Linked DNA regions of Rattus norvegicus: region 2 is linked to region 1. The links are chromatin contacts, called in public Hi-C maps. All regions are on one chromosome and are shown on one strand. The core of a region is the stretch at or near the end of the contact, and the rest is flanking DNA. Distances in the headings are between cores, read along the strand shown.

What was found. Hi-C and Micro-C count contacts between places; a contact is called where the count stands out from the background.
Region 2: a Hi-C map of kidney shows a contact between it and region 1, with 4 times the contacts expected there. The contact joins two enhancer-like sites. A contact is called at or near these places in 12 of 12 Hi-C or Micro-C datasets (the A7r5 cell line, the Rat2 cell line, Schwann cells and 7 more) and 1 of 1 datasets of contacts at active chromatin or transcription factors (oligodendrocytes).

Annotation. Positions count from the first base shown.
Region 1 is chr10:71,184,289-71,191,337 of GRCr8, forward strand. The region is part of intron 1 of LOC134480843 (large ribosomal subunit protein eL21-like); the gene reads right to left. Tbx2 (T-box transcription factor 2) reads left to right here. Exons shown (of 7, transcript NM_001401806.1): 7 at 598-1,987. The coding sequence ends at 1,044. Among named protein-coding and RNA genes, the nearest start is that of Tbx2, 11 kb to the left of the region's middle. Within about 2 kb of position 4,438, at least 48 of the 93 cell types and tissues checked have an H3K27ac peak or open chromatin away from gene starts, as enhancers often do. A contact at or near this core is called in kidney, where this site is marked.
Region 2 is chr10:71,320,505-71,327,553 of GRCr8, forward strand. All of the region lies in intron 1 of LOC134480843 (large ribosomal subunit protein eL21-like), which reads right to left. Among named protein-coding and RNA genes, the nearest start is that of Tbx4, 95 kb to the left of the region's middle. Within about 2 kb of position 3,202, at least 1 of the 93 cell types and tissues checked has an H3K27ac peak or open chromatin away from gene starts, as enhancers often do. A contact at or near this core is called in kidney, where this site is marked.

The sequences.
Region 1 (7,049 bases), core at 3,188-5,687:
TCCTCAGCTGCCACAGAAGCGCTGCCAGTTCTTTGTCAAATGTTCAGGCCAGTTTATGAACTGGTTGTCACTTGTGTCCTGATCCGGGCTGAGACAGGAGACCCCTGGACAGGCAAACAGGCTCGAGACTTGGTCATCCTGCTTCCTAAGCCTGTGTTCCCACTGCAGTGTGGGACCTGCAGACAGAAGGCATGGAGGAACTGCTGTCCTACAGGAGCAGGACCTCATATGACAGTCCCAGTTGTCTTGCCACCTGGCCCCATGCCTGTCTTGGTTCTTCTCTCTAGGCCTTTGCCCATCCTAGTTCAGTCAGTTGATGCTAATTCTCTTACCCCTACAATACCAACAGCACAGAATAGGGAGACTCCAGGTCTTTGCTTCCCACCCTAGGTGATGGACACACTCACTGGGTTTGTCCCTGGCACACTGGTTCATCTCATGTGAGCCCGGGGTTTTATAGCTATGCGAATTCTGGTTTATAGCCTAAATGAGTAGGGCACAGGTTATCTAATTGTATCTAATTGTAGTATTCAGGCTACCACCTTTAAAGACGCTTCAGACAGATGTCTAACCCTTCTTGCCTTCTGTTTCTTCCAGGGAATCCCAATGCCCACTTTCGGAGGCCTCTTCCCCTACCCGTACACTTACATGGCAGCAGCGGCCGCCGCCGCCTCCGCTTTACCCGCCACCAGCGCTGCAGCTGCCGCCGCCGCCGCCGCTGGTTCTCTATCACGGAGCCCATTTCTGGGCAGTGCCCGGCCCCGCCTGCGCTTCAGCCCCTACCAGATCCCGGTCACCATCCCACCTAGCACTAGCCTCCTTACCACTGGGCTGGCGGCGGAGAGCTCCAAGGGTGGAAATAGCCGTGAGCCCAGTCCACTGCCTGAGCTGGCTCTCCGAAAAGTGGGGGGCCCATCCCGCGGGGCCCTATCGCCCAGCGGCTCAGCCAAAGAGGCGGCCAGTGAACTGCAGAGCATCCAGAGACTGGTGAGTGGACTAGAGAGCCAGCGAGCCCTCTCCCCCGGCCGGGAGTCTCCCAAGTGAGGGACCGCTTGGCTGCTGCGCTGCCACACGAGCCTGTCGGGCTGGGCTCTCTGCCTCGGCTGTTTGGGACGTGTACAGCACAGAATGGGTATTTATTTAAATAAAGAAGCAAAAGCAGGCTTCAGCGGTCAGAATAGACCCTCGCGTGGCAGGTCGGGGGTCTGGGCCGCTACCCTGGGGTCTTAGCGAGGAAATCAGTCTACCCGGAACACAGTCACTCTGGAGCCCCTGGATGTGATGCGGATTTCTGTTCGAGAGTCAACTCCCAGGGCACCTCCTTCTTTCAACACTATGGGGGTGGCCTCTTTCCGGCGGTCCCTTTGGAAGCCAAAAGGTGCATAGGGTAGAGGTGTTCACTTCGGAAAGCATCCCAGGATCCTGGCCTTAGGCCTGAATGTCGTGCGAAACTGGTGTGGACGATGCTGGAGGCAGGGAAGCCTGAACTCAGCGTAGACTTGAGCTAAGAGGAGTCCTGTCCGGTTGGTCTTCCCACCTCTATCCCACAAAAGACAGGCGCCATTCCTACTTCCACTTCTGGGTCAGCGGAGGAAGTTGCACTTCTGCTTTGAGTCCCCAGGGGGCAAAAGATATTTATGAAATAAATGGTAATTTGTGTAAATAAGTTTTAAGGTTCCCAGAAGATACAAATTCGTATTAATTTATTCGAAGGTGTACATTGCTGTGTACATATATTTAGAGATTAACTCATAGCATTTAATTTTTTTTTCATTTTACATGAGCATCTATATTGTACAGGGTCCCGGGATCCTTGGCTGCTGGGGTAGGGGGAGGCACCGAACCCCAGGGAAGGCCCACCCCGCGGGCCCCTCAGCCTCTGCGCCCCGGTTTTGCCCGCCCAGCCCACGGGCCCCACCTCAGGTTTTCACTTTTTGCTCCAGAGGGAGAACGAAGCGAGAAAATAATAAAAACGCTACCATGCGAAGTGACCCGCACTGTGCGCTCTGTGGGTCGCGCGGGGCTGGGGCTCTGTGGGCGCTGAAGAAGGAACTGAGGCGGGGACATGGGCGCCCCTATCTGGCCCGCAGCTGCACCTCGGCGACCGCGGCTTCACAGCCGGGCCGCGTGCAGAGCCGCGAGCCCCCGAGGCGCCGGCGTCGGCGCCTGGCTCAGGCCGGGCCTGGAGGCGCCGCTCCGTCCCGCAGCCCCCGACACCCAGGCCCGTGACCCTGGCTCCCTCTGCTGGCCACTCTGTGTGACCGCAGCTCCTGCCACTCCAAGGCACCTAGTCGCGGGAGTCACGCAAAGCGAAGCAGAGTGGCCTGGTCTCCCGACTCCCTTTCTAGGACACTGTGGACCCGCTCATCACCCCACTTTCAAACTTCCTGGGTACATGATCTGGGAAACTGGTCCCTGCCCTTTTCACTTTCTCTCTCTCTCTGTGTGTGTGTGTGTGTGTGTGTGTGTGTGTGTGTGTGTGTGTGTGTTGGGGAGGAGATAGTGGCCATCTTTCTTCAATATCACGGACTCCAGAATAATGTCCCATCACTTTGCCTTCTGGAATCATTCGGTGTTTGAGCTGCTGGGAAAGTCTGACTTTAAAAACCCCTCAGAGCTCATTTATCTCCTGGAGTGAGAGTGTGGGTCATTCCCCTCCTTGCCTCAACTTGCTGGCGACTTTCAAAGGAGTCCTACCGTGTCCCACTGGTCCCACTGGGCTGGTGCTTCCCTAAGACCCCCTTCTGTTAAGGAGAGCTAGGTTCTCCCATCCACTTCGCTCCAGAAGGCCATGGTGATAACCTCATCCTTCTGGCAGGTGCCTCAGTGCTCAACCAAGGCGGTCAGTAAAGGGGGAGCTGACTACTTCAACATGTCCCTGGGTTTGTGGTCGTTGAGCGCCCACCCCGTCTTCATCCCTTTACATTTAGGAGGTTTTGACATCCAACCCCAAAATGTTGCTTGTTAGGCACTGTGTACCTCTGCGGGTGTATGGCTTCCCACTCGTGCAGGGACATCGGGGATAGTGATTTGAAGAGGAGGGTGAAGATGTAGGTAGAATTGAAAGTTTCAGGAACTCCAAATGCTCAGGTCACCTTCCTGGGCTGACACACTGCAAGCAAAACACTTTGTCCATCTTTACCTGGGAGAGGGCTGCCTCGAGTTTCCCTGGGCTGAGGAGAAGAGAGTGTGGAGTGTGTGTGCCTGTGTGTGGTGTGGTGTGGTGTGGTGCGCGTGTGTGTGCGTGTGCGTGCGTGTGTGTGCGTGCGTGCGTGCGTGCGTGTGTGTGTGTGTGTGTGTGTGTGTGTGTGTGTGTGTGTAGACGATCTCACCCTAACCCTAGATGAGCTACTCTGCTCAGCTTGGACTGACTGCGGCAATGTGGTCCATGAGCCAAGCAGGAACAAGGAAAGTCCCTCCCTACTTCGCAATCTCTCCCAATCTCTGCGTTTATTCGAAGTCGCTTTTGGTTGAAAGGGCCGGTAAAATTCACAGAGCAAGGTGTGCCCTGGCTTCTTGCGGCCTCTCCTCTCGCTTTCTACCTGGAAAGAATGCTGGCTGTTTGGCTGTGGGATCCCCCTCGGCATGCGGACACCAGGGGGCAGCACATGCGGTGGTGGGCAAAGCCGCAGCAGCTCCGGCGGGGTGCTATTGCAGATCTGCAGCGCAATTTGGAGAATCCTCCCAGCCTCTTGCTTTCGGCCTTACACACACCCCTCCCGGGGTTGCCACCCCAGTGCTCCGCTGGGCCCCAGCTGCAAGGCCAAGTGCAGATTGGGGGGAGATCCTGCGGCCGATGGGCTGGGCCTTGTCCCAGACAAAGGTCTGGCCACTCCCAGGCCCAATTAAGCCACCAGCCTTCCCAGCCTTCCAGCCTTCATTGTCTCTGGGGTCGCCAATTAGCTCAGGCGCCCGCGTACCCGCTGCTCCGGTGCCCCACGGCCTTAACCCTTCGAAGGACCTGCCACCAGGGCACCTTGGATAACAAATCCGGCAGCAGAGGGACATGTGTGAGCTATGAGTGTCGAGGGGCCGTTGAGGCATGTTAAGTGGGTGACCAAGCGTGTCGCCAAGAGTCTCTATGGGGAGTGTGGGGTCTGAGAAAATTGTGTGCGCTGGTTTAGGACTGGGTGTGATTCACCGGAGAACTCGAAGATTCAGAATTTGGGGGCACGGTGAGACCCCTAGCGACTCAACTGAATGGATCCCGAGGTGTTGGACACTGCATTTCCCAGGCGGTTAATTCGAGGCTTCCGAACCCTCAAGCCATTTCTTCCCTCCAAACTTCCCGGCTGCAGCGGAGGGCTTCTGAGCCTCGGAAGTAGGCCCTGCCTTCCCGGAGGGCGTGGAACCGGGCTCAGCCTTCCCAGTGGGCTGCGGATTCACGGGCGTGGGGAGGAGCAAGCCGCGCGGGCTTCTCCGGGACTGCGGTCTCCGACTCCGAGGCTCAGGCCCCGCCCCTCCTGGGCTCAGGCCCCGCCTCTCCAGAAGAAGGCAGCCGGGGAGGGACTGGTTTGGGAGAAATTGGAGTTGCAACTCTGAGCCCTTCTTCCCACGTTGGGAACGACTCTAAAGCCAAATTTGCTTTCTTCTTCCATCCTCCCATCCTCCCTCCGCCTCTCCGCCCTTGACCGCGAAGTTTGGAACACTGTCCCGGTAGGCTAAGTCCAGCCAAGGGTGAAGAGTCTCGGCTGTAAGCCTTAGGCGTCAGTGGCGAGAGCAACCCCGAGCATTGGAAGGGGCTGGGCGCTCCGGGTGACCTCAGAGCATTGCGCTGCGTCCTCCGGAAAGCAGGCAGGTTGCCCCACAGGGGAAGTGTTGGTGCCTGGAAACTGTTTTTCCCTCCGAGTTTCTTTTGGGCCCCCTTGGGGCGAGTGTCTGTCTATCGGGTTTGTTGGGGCCAAAGACCTCGAACTAACGCCCCTTTGCCTTGGCTGTTCCGGATCCCAGAGCCTTCCCAGGTCCCAGGCCGCAGAAACTTCCCCACATGTCCACGAGATGGCGCTCCAGGCCAGGGGCCGGTCTGCAGCCGGTCAGCACGCCCTGCCAGAGCTTGAGGTGCACTGAATCCAGGGAAATGGGCACCGGGAGGAGCCTTAGACCCATTGTAGGTCCAGGCCCAGAGACTTGAGAGGGGCTACCGACTTTGGGCACCGATTAGAGAGCTCAAAGCTTGATGCGGGGTCTTCTCGGAGCTGCCCTGCAGTGCCAGCGCCCAGAAGCAATGACCTTCTATGTGCCTGGCTGGGCTCGGATCCTTCTTGAGACAGGGAAGGTGCCTCTGTCCTTCCTGGCCTCTCTGAAACAGTCAGGGCTGGGATCTATGGGCACTGGAAAACATGCCTCTGGCCCTTTTGGTGTAAGGCTCCACTGGACCATGCAAGCTTGGGTGTAAGGGTTGGTTAAGACATTCCTCAGCTCCTACCGCCACCTCCTCAGCCTCACCCAGCTCCTCAAGGTCACACAAGAGACTGTTCCATATACACCAGGGACCGGTGTACTTGAGGACCAAGGGTATAATCTTTCAAGACCACCAAAGGTCCTGGAGGGGCTTTGGGTCTCCAGTTGTTCCCTCTAAAGGAGGTGCTGAATAAGAACGGCGTAGGGGGTGAGCAACCAGAAGTTGAGTCCGGTTTCAGCTGGATACTCCACACGGGTAAAGAGGGGAGGCCTGGTAGCTAAGAAATGGCACATTCAGGGCTGGAGAGATGGCTCAGCGGTTAAGAGCACTGACTGATCCTCCAGAGGTCCTGCAACCACATGGTGGCTCACAACCATCTGTAATGAGATCTGATGCCCTCTTCTGGTGTGTCTGAAAAAAGAAATGGCACACTCAGAGTGGGGGAGATTCTTGGAAGCTAAGTACCAGAGGTTCCAGCAGCTCGACATCCAGGCAGAATAAGTCTACACACACTTTTTTAAGAGCACAAGGACAGAAGCTCACCCAGCTCCCATCAGTCTTGCACCTCTTCCATAACTTGCTGCCTAACCCCAGCCAGAGTGTCAGCATCGTTCCCCTTCAGGGTATATCAGAGAGGATGAACCCCTTGGTAATGTAGTCATTTGATGACCATCTATTGCAAAGTAGATACTGAGCAGGAAAACTGAACGCGAGATAAGTGCAAGGCCAAACTTGGCTTCTAGCTTTGAGACTCTAAACAATTCGACTTTCTTTTCTGGGCTCCAGAAGAAATTCTAGTTGGCAAAGTAAATGGTGTGGACTAGAACCAAAATGATATGTGAGAGATTAGTTGAAGCACCCCTGTCCCCAACCTTAACCACTCCTGACAAGGACCTAACCCCTGAGGAACCTGGGCCTGAGAGACAGGCAGAGCCACTCACAGACCTTGGGAACTTTGACTGTTGCTAAGATTCTTGGAGTGGGGTCAGGACTGGTGGCCTGGATGAATTCCCAATTAGGAAATAACATTCCAGGTTCTGAAACCCTCAGGGAACCAGCTGGCTCCAGCTGCCTCCAGTCCCCATGGGATGTGGCTGTCACAGTTCAATCTTCCCACCACGCTGTGTTGGGAGGGGGCACATCCTATGTGTTGTGAGGTGACTTTGGCCCTCCAGCACCATGGGGTCGCTGACAGACTGGGTGCAGGTTCTCCCAAAAGAGAGAAAGCGGTACCCGTGGAAGGCCTTCTGGGGCCCTTCTTAAAGGGTACCCTCTAGATCTGGGCTACTTACATGGGCTCAGTCCTTCCCTGAACTGAAGCCTTCATGGTATTCAAAGTACTTTCTCATGAGGGCTGGCTCTCAGTGAAGGTCAAGTCAGGGGCAGTGAAGTGATCATGAACCATGGAGGATGACATTGGGGTTCAGAGAAATGAAGGGCTTCAGGCTATCCAGTAAATAAAGGATAAGGCTCTTTCACAATCCAGTGGGCAGGGCCCTTGGCAGCAGTAGCTAATGAGGTGATGGTGGGTATAAGTCAGGCTCCCTGCTGGGAAAGGACAAAAGGGCTGGGTGCATGACCTCTGCCACCAGCCGGATGCTGAGCCTTGGGGTCCTGGCCAGAATCTGGCTGTAGGAGAAGTGGCCCG
Region 2 (7,049 bases), core at 1,952-4,451, 130 kb after region 1:
TTACAACTTGAATATTACTGCGGATGTTTTAGGGCTCGCCTGCATAAGAGTGGCCACATCTTATCTAATGTATATAAATGTTATGTTCCAGGCTTAGAAGGCAGACTAGCTTCTGACAAGCTGAGTTCCCTCTAACCCTGGCTACTGGTTCCTAAGTAGGCATTTACTATTTCAGAAGGAGGTTGAGTCAGAGACTTCCTCTAACTAGAATAGACCACACGAGTGACAGGGTGTTCATTTGATTCTCATCACTGCTTCCTTCTCAATCTGCACATCATTCAGACCCACATCCATAGTCTCCAAAGCCTCTCACGACTCTAGAGACTGACTCATCCAAACGGAAGGCATCAAGTTCAAGACTGGCCAACTTTTTTTTGACCACATCTAGCTCCAGTCTTTGCAGTATCATTTGACAGCTATCTTTCATATGTGTATATATGTGTGAATATATACATACATGCATACATATATATTAGCTTAAACCACACATAGGTAAACAAATGCCAACTAGTTAAAATTTCAGAAAATACTAGAAGAATAGAAAATATTGATTTAAGGGGGGGGGGACCCTAAAAAAAAAAAGACCGTTTATGTTAAATGGAAAACTTGGGATCCTTAACTTTAGGTAGCATCTGTTGTTGTTGTTGTTGTTGTTGTTTTGGTTCTTTTTTTCGGAGCTGGGGACCGAACCCAGTGCCTTGCGCTTCCTAGGCAAGTGCTCTACCACTGAGCTAAATTCCCAACCCCTAGCATCTGGTTTTTTATCACGAACTATGAACAGAAGAAGTCCAAATGCTGCTCACATGTGACAGGCACATCAGGGCCACAGCCAGGTAGATGACGCGGGAAGGGTCTCATGGCTACTTGAGGGAGGAGGGTGAGGGTACCACAGGCGTTTTCAGAACAGAGCCAAGAGCGCAATACATCATCCCAAGCGCAAAGCAAGCGCTCCGACAAGGGCTGCGCTGGACTCTTTTAACCTAGTGAAAAGCCTACATTTACAGAGAACTTCAGAGCATCGATGGTTCTGCTTAGCCTTGCCAAAATAATCAAGTAGAATGAAGCAAAACAAACAGCCCACAACAAGCCTTGCCCGCCGCCCCGGCCGGTCCTGATTTACCGCCCATCGCAGTCGAGCGGCTTGTCCCGCTCGGGCAACGCAAAATGTCTTCCAAAGGCCCAATGATGACATCACATTTTATACTCCTCCTGCTGGTATCTGTCCCACCTGAACGCTGTCAGGCCCTTGGTTCTTATCCACTGGGGAACACCATAAGGCAAATGATTTAGCCCTTTAGTCTGTCTTTAAATCTTCCCAATGAAAGATGATTTACAATTAGGCTCTGAAAATATGAGCGCCCCCAAGCCTGGAAAGTATCAGTCTGAAGGTAGGTATCTTAAATCAAGGCAAAGGACTCCGCTCCACAGAACCCGGTTTTAGAAAACTAGGGCTGTGGGTGGGGGTCCTGTTAATAAATTACAAAGAGTTCACAGGGTATGTGTGAGTTCAGCTGGTGTTGGTTGAGGGACCACCAGATTCCCCACAGTGAGCCAGGAAGGGGGGGGGTAGAATGGCCGTTTCAACACAAAATGGCAGAAAGTGCCAGAAAATTGTCACATAGAAATAATTTTCCTTAAGGAAAAAAATATATATTTTGGAGTAATCTGATAAGTTGGAATAGGACCGGAGGCTTGTTGGAGTCTTTGAAAGACTTATCCATGGTTTGTTCCGAATTAAGGTCACTTTTTATGGCCAGAATTCTCCAATTAATTTAAAAGCTTGACCAGTTGGGATGATGAAGTTTGGGGGGCCTTCACAGTCATTGAAAGTCTTTGGCTCCCTTCTCTGTAATTAGCAAAACACTTGCTGTTCAGAGGGGTTTGTCTTGCTTTGGTTTTGGCTTTAATCTGATATCTCTTTAATTTCTTAACTATTATTATTTAATATGTATGGGTGTTTTTCCTACACGTATGCATGGGCACCAGGTGTGTGCCTTACGGCCCAGGAAGCGGGAAGACTAGAAAGAGTTACAGATGGTTGTAAGCAGCCATGCTGATGCCGGGAATCAAACCCGGGTCCACTGGAAGAGCAGGCAGTGCTCTATGCTACTGATCCATCTATCTCTTCAGCTCCACCTTCAGTGATCTTATCCCCACACAGTAGAGAAAGGGGGAAAACCACGGTGCAGATCCTGGACTTGAGCTCGTGCTGTGTAACACATGACAGAGAGTCAGAGACAACACAGTCACACACAGTCTACTCCATGAGCTCATTTTCCTTATGCCCAAGACAAGAACACCACCAAGTGTCTCTAGAAAGTCATTTCAGTTGAAAATCCTGAGTTCTAGACTAAGGATGGCCGTGTACCTCAGACTGCTAATCAATGCCATGAGGCGGCCTAACTGACTGAATATTCAAATGAAAGCCTAAAGGCTAAGAAACCAGGAAACTTAAAAACTTGACATTAACAAAACTAGACAGATAAAAATCTTTCAGAGAGATCACACAGAAAATGCCATCGCCGTGGGGATGTGTGTGTGTATGAACCCACTTCAGAAATAAAAGGCAGACAAAGGGAAACAGAACAGTAGGACAAGGGGCCACACGCCTGCAGTCCCACATTCAAGAGGCTGAGGCAGAGGGTCGAAAGTTCAAGACCAGCCTGGACCACATGGTGAAACAAACAAATGAGAGACAGAGAGAGAGACAGACAGACAGACAGAGACAGAGAGAAACAGAGACAGAGAGAAACAGAGACAGAGACAGAGAGACAGAGACAGAGAGAGACAGAATATACAAATACATAAATCATAAGAAATATGGAGAAGGGCTGGAGAGATGGTTCAGAGGTTAAAAGCACCAACTGTTCTTCCAGAGGTCTTGAGTTCAATTCCCAGCAACCACATGGTGGCTCACAACCATTTATAATGGAATCTGATTCCCTCTTCTGGTGTCTGTAGATAGCTACAGTGTACTCATATAAATAAAATAAATAAATCTTAAAAAAAAGAATTACAGACAAAACCAGTGTTATAATAATGACTCTTTTACAGTGTGAATAAAGAGAGCTTTTCAAAAAAAGAGAGAGAGGGACAGAGAGGGGGTATTATATTTAAACTGTGTCCAGAGGAAGCCAGGTAGCAGCTAGAACACAGAACTTAGGACCTAGAGGACAAAGGCTCTTTCTACTCTGCTATCCATGAGGAATGCCTGGCATAGAAGCCAAGTCTATGCACCTCCCCCTTACGCTGGTGTACTTGATCTGTAGTAGGAAGGGGTGGGACTACGTGATCTCTCACGTTCCTTAGAGAGCTATAGTCTAAAATTCAACATTATTGATTGAAGTTAGTTGGAGCTCAAAGGCGGTCCTAACAGGTGAACTCGTAGCAAATATCCAGGTTAGACAAAGGGTATTCTTGTCAAGCTCTCTTGAATCTGTGGCAGAGGACAAGTTCCACAAACTACACGCCTTCCCCAATGTTTGCTCAGCCTGCTTCTTTTATGCCACCCAGGAGCATCTGCCAAGGGATGGATCCGCCCATGGTGGTCCTCCATATCAATCAGTAATCAAGACAATGTCCCCCTCAGACTCACTTATCTACAGGCCAATCTGATGGAGGCATTTCCTAACTGAGGTTCCTGGGGACTCTGGCTAATGTAAAGTTGACCCCCCCGCCCCCACAAAAGGAAGAAAATTAACCAGAGACACCGGCAAACTCTTTAGGATCTAATCAGAATTCAATAGAAGTGCTGTTGGATCCTGTATTTAAGGGAATGACTGACTGGGCACAAGGAGGGTGGGCAACAGAGACCGTCTGTCCATAGGAGACAACATTTAAACTACATGTTGACAGAAGATATAGGATTCATTGATGAAGAAATACAAACAAAGGGGTCCAGGTAGATGACTGGAAAAAAAGTGATCTAGAATGAAACTATGAAGGAGAGCTAAGTCCGATCAGTAGACGTTGAGGAGAACGGTGATCGAGCAATAGTTAAATCTTAACTGTTTGAGCCAGATAAGGGGAGGGGCCATCTCCACTAACACAGTGCTAAGGAGGTGGTGGGTAAACTGGCGAATCTCAAGGTTAAGTCCCACAAGTTAGCGCAGTTGTGTTTATCTTGCTGCAAAGGAAACTAAGAGAATAGAAAATGGATCCTTTCATAGCTTAAGAACAGACTAAAGTAGTTTGGGGACATCAAATGGCTTTAAAAAAAACATTTTATATCTTTGTGTCCTAAAATGGTCAGCATTACATATAACGAATTGCCCCATAGACTCTGCAGCTAAAATCTAGTTTGGATCAGGTGTACTGGTACATGCCTGCCATCCCAGTGCTTGGGTAGGAGGCTGAGGCAGGAGGATCACAAGCTCAAGGTTAGCAGACTAATTATCAGTGATAACCCTCTTCATCTTGTTTTTCCATTTTTGTGTGGTATCTGCATGTGTTTGCATGTGTGTGTGTGTGTGTGTGTGTGTGTGTGTGTGTGTGTGTGTGTGTGAGAGAGAGAGAGAGAGAGAGAGAGAGAGAGAGAGAGAGAGAGAGAGTAGGCCAAAGTTTGATTTGGGGAATCATTTTGATCAGTCTTTTTATTTATTTATTGAGTCAAGGCCTCTCAATCAACCCCAGAGCTAGCTGATATTGTTAGTCTCAGTGACCACAATTGCTCTGGCGATCCCATCTCCACTTTCAGAGGATAGAAATACAGGCAGGCTAACACACTGATCCACTATTTACATGGGTTCTGGGATGGCTAAAGCAAGAGGAGTGCCATAAGTTCGAGGCTAACCTGGACCACAAAGTGAGTTTTGGACTTCTCTGGGTTCCAGTGTGAGTCTCTTATAACAAGGTAAAATAAGGAAGGCAGAGAGACGGTTTGTGGGTAAAGATGCATGCTGGGTAGGTCTAGGGGCCCGAGGTTGACTCCTGGAACCCACATAACAAGACAGATGCAGAGGTGCACATCTGTAACACCAAACCCCTCCAGGGAGGTGGAACTGGAGCCTGAAGTTCCCAGGCCATCGGGAGGGTGCAGGAAGCAGTAAGAGAGAGCCGGTCTTAAACCGGGTGGAAGGAGAGAAAACCACTCCAGAAAAAGTTGCCCTCTGACCCTCACGGGCACACCATGGCACGCCCTCGCACATATGTGTAAATTTAAAAAGAACTAACGGAACTCAGTGCTCCTTGCCAGTGGCAGGAAGCTGCAGACAATGCTAGCGTTTCTTTCTGCTTTCAGACCTATCTGCCTCATTCGCATCTTTGCCCAGCACATCCTTCGGGCTCACTTCCCAAGGTGGCATATATTTACCCCCTCCTCTGTCATGTCTGACCGCTTCTAATTAGTCTGGTTGAGATGCCTTTCCAAGCTAAGCCCCAGCACTAACCAGCCTGAGCAGCCCCTTCTGAACGCGGCTGGCATAAAGCACTCGATCCTCGCCACGGTCCCGGGTCTTGCTGGCACAGAGCCAGATTCGGAGACTGGAAATTCAATCAGAACCAGGCTTTCTTATGGAATTTGACCTTATATTATTTTTAAACACATACAGTCCAACAGAAACAAACAGCCATGAAAAGGAACTTCACAGTCTAAGCACACAGAGTTATTAGGGAGACACGCCACTGTGTGTCAGGAATCTGAGACTGCGGAGAACCAGGTCACTCTGAGAGGTCAGAGACTCAGGTGACATCTCTGCTGTGCGACAACACAAACCTCACTGCCTGGGGGCCGCAGACTAACACTAAAGCTCCAAGGGTTTTAGGAGGAGATGATCTAGAAGGATGGGAGGGACATCTTGGATTCCCAATCTCCCCAGCTTTTCCATATTTCCTAGGTCCCACAAAGGTCAAACTGCTTCTTATAAAAGGAAATCGAGTGTTAAAACCAACACTGATCAACAGTCACTCTGGTTTTCTCATCTGACCGTCCACAGTCAGGCTGTTTGAAGTTCACAATACCTGATTTCCACTGAGCTATGGATCCCGATTTAAACTTTTAAAAAGATATCAACCTGCTTTACATGCTGTGATTCAGAAGAATAGGTCTCTCTTTCTTTCTGTCTTTCTTTCTTTCTTTCTTTCTTTCTTTCTTTCTTTCTTTCTTTCCTCCCTTCTTTCTTCTCTTCCTCCTTCTCTCCCTTCCTCCTTTGTTCCCTCCCCTCCCTTTTCTTCCTTTCTCCCTTTTCTCCCTTTCTCTCTCTTTCTTTCTCTCTCTCTTTCTCTCTCTCTCTCTCTCTTCCTTCCTTCCTCTCTTTTCTTTTCTTTCTGGTTTCTCAAGACTGTGTAGCCCTGGCTGTCCCAGAACTCATTCTGTAGACCAGGCTGACCTCAAACTCAGAGATCCACCTGCCTCCGCCTCCTGAGTCCTGGGACTAACGGTGTGCGCCACCGCTGCACAGCTTCACAGCTTGCTGTTCCTGTTTAAGGAGTTATAACCTAGCCTTAGCTCCTACCCCACAGAGCTCTTCTTGCCTGATACCATGAAGGAGTGCGTGTCTCCTTTAAATTTCTGTGTACTACGGAAGCCGATGGGTTACAATAGACCTCCAAACACCAGTGTGCATTTCTGTTTCCCAAAGAATTCGACTCGCTTCAGTCAAAGGATATATAGTTCTATGCACGCAGTGTGAGTGACACGGTTTTGGGGTGTGCTGGTGGCAGCCCCCTTCTGTTGTGATCGAGTTTTGGCTCTGTCAATTCCTACCTCGTAGACTCTGACTTGGTTGGCTGATGGCTTTTGCAGAGTAATAAATGAGTGCACACCTGGGAACTACTGTGCATGTGGTGCCCAAAATACCAGCCTTCTGAGATGGCTGTTCCCAGCTTTATTTGTGTGACACTCTGTGTTTCCAAGTGTCCTGAGTGCATCTCCATTCTGAGATTTGAGATTTAGTGTAGCTCAGCTATGGCAGCATGACCTCGAATCCTCGCTAAATGGCTATCTTTTTTTTTTTTTCCCTTTCTCATGAAGTAGCTTCTTAGCTATAGAAGGCAGGTGGGAACAGTGTCTACCTACCTCAGAACACTACTGTGTGAACAGGAAAAGTACA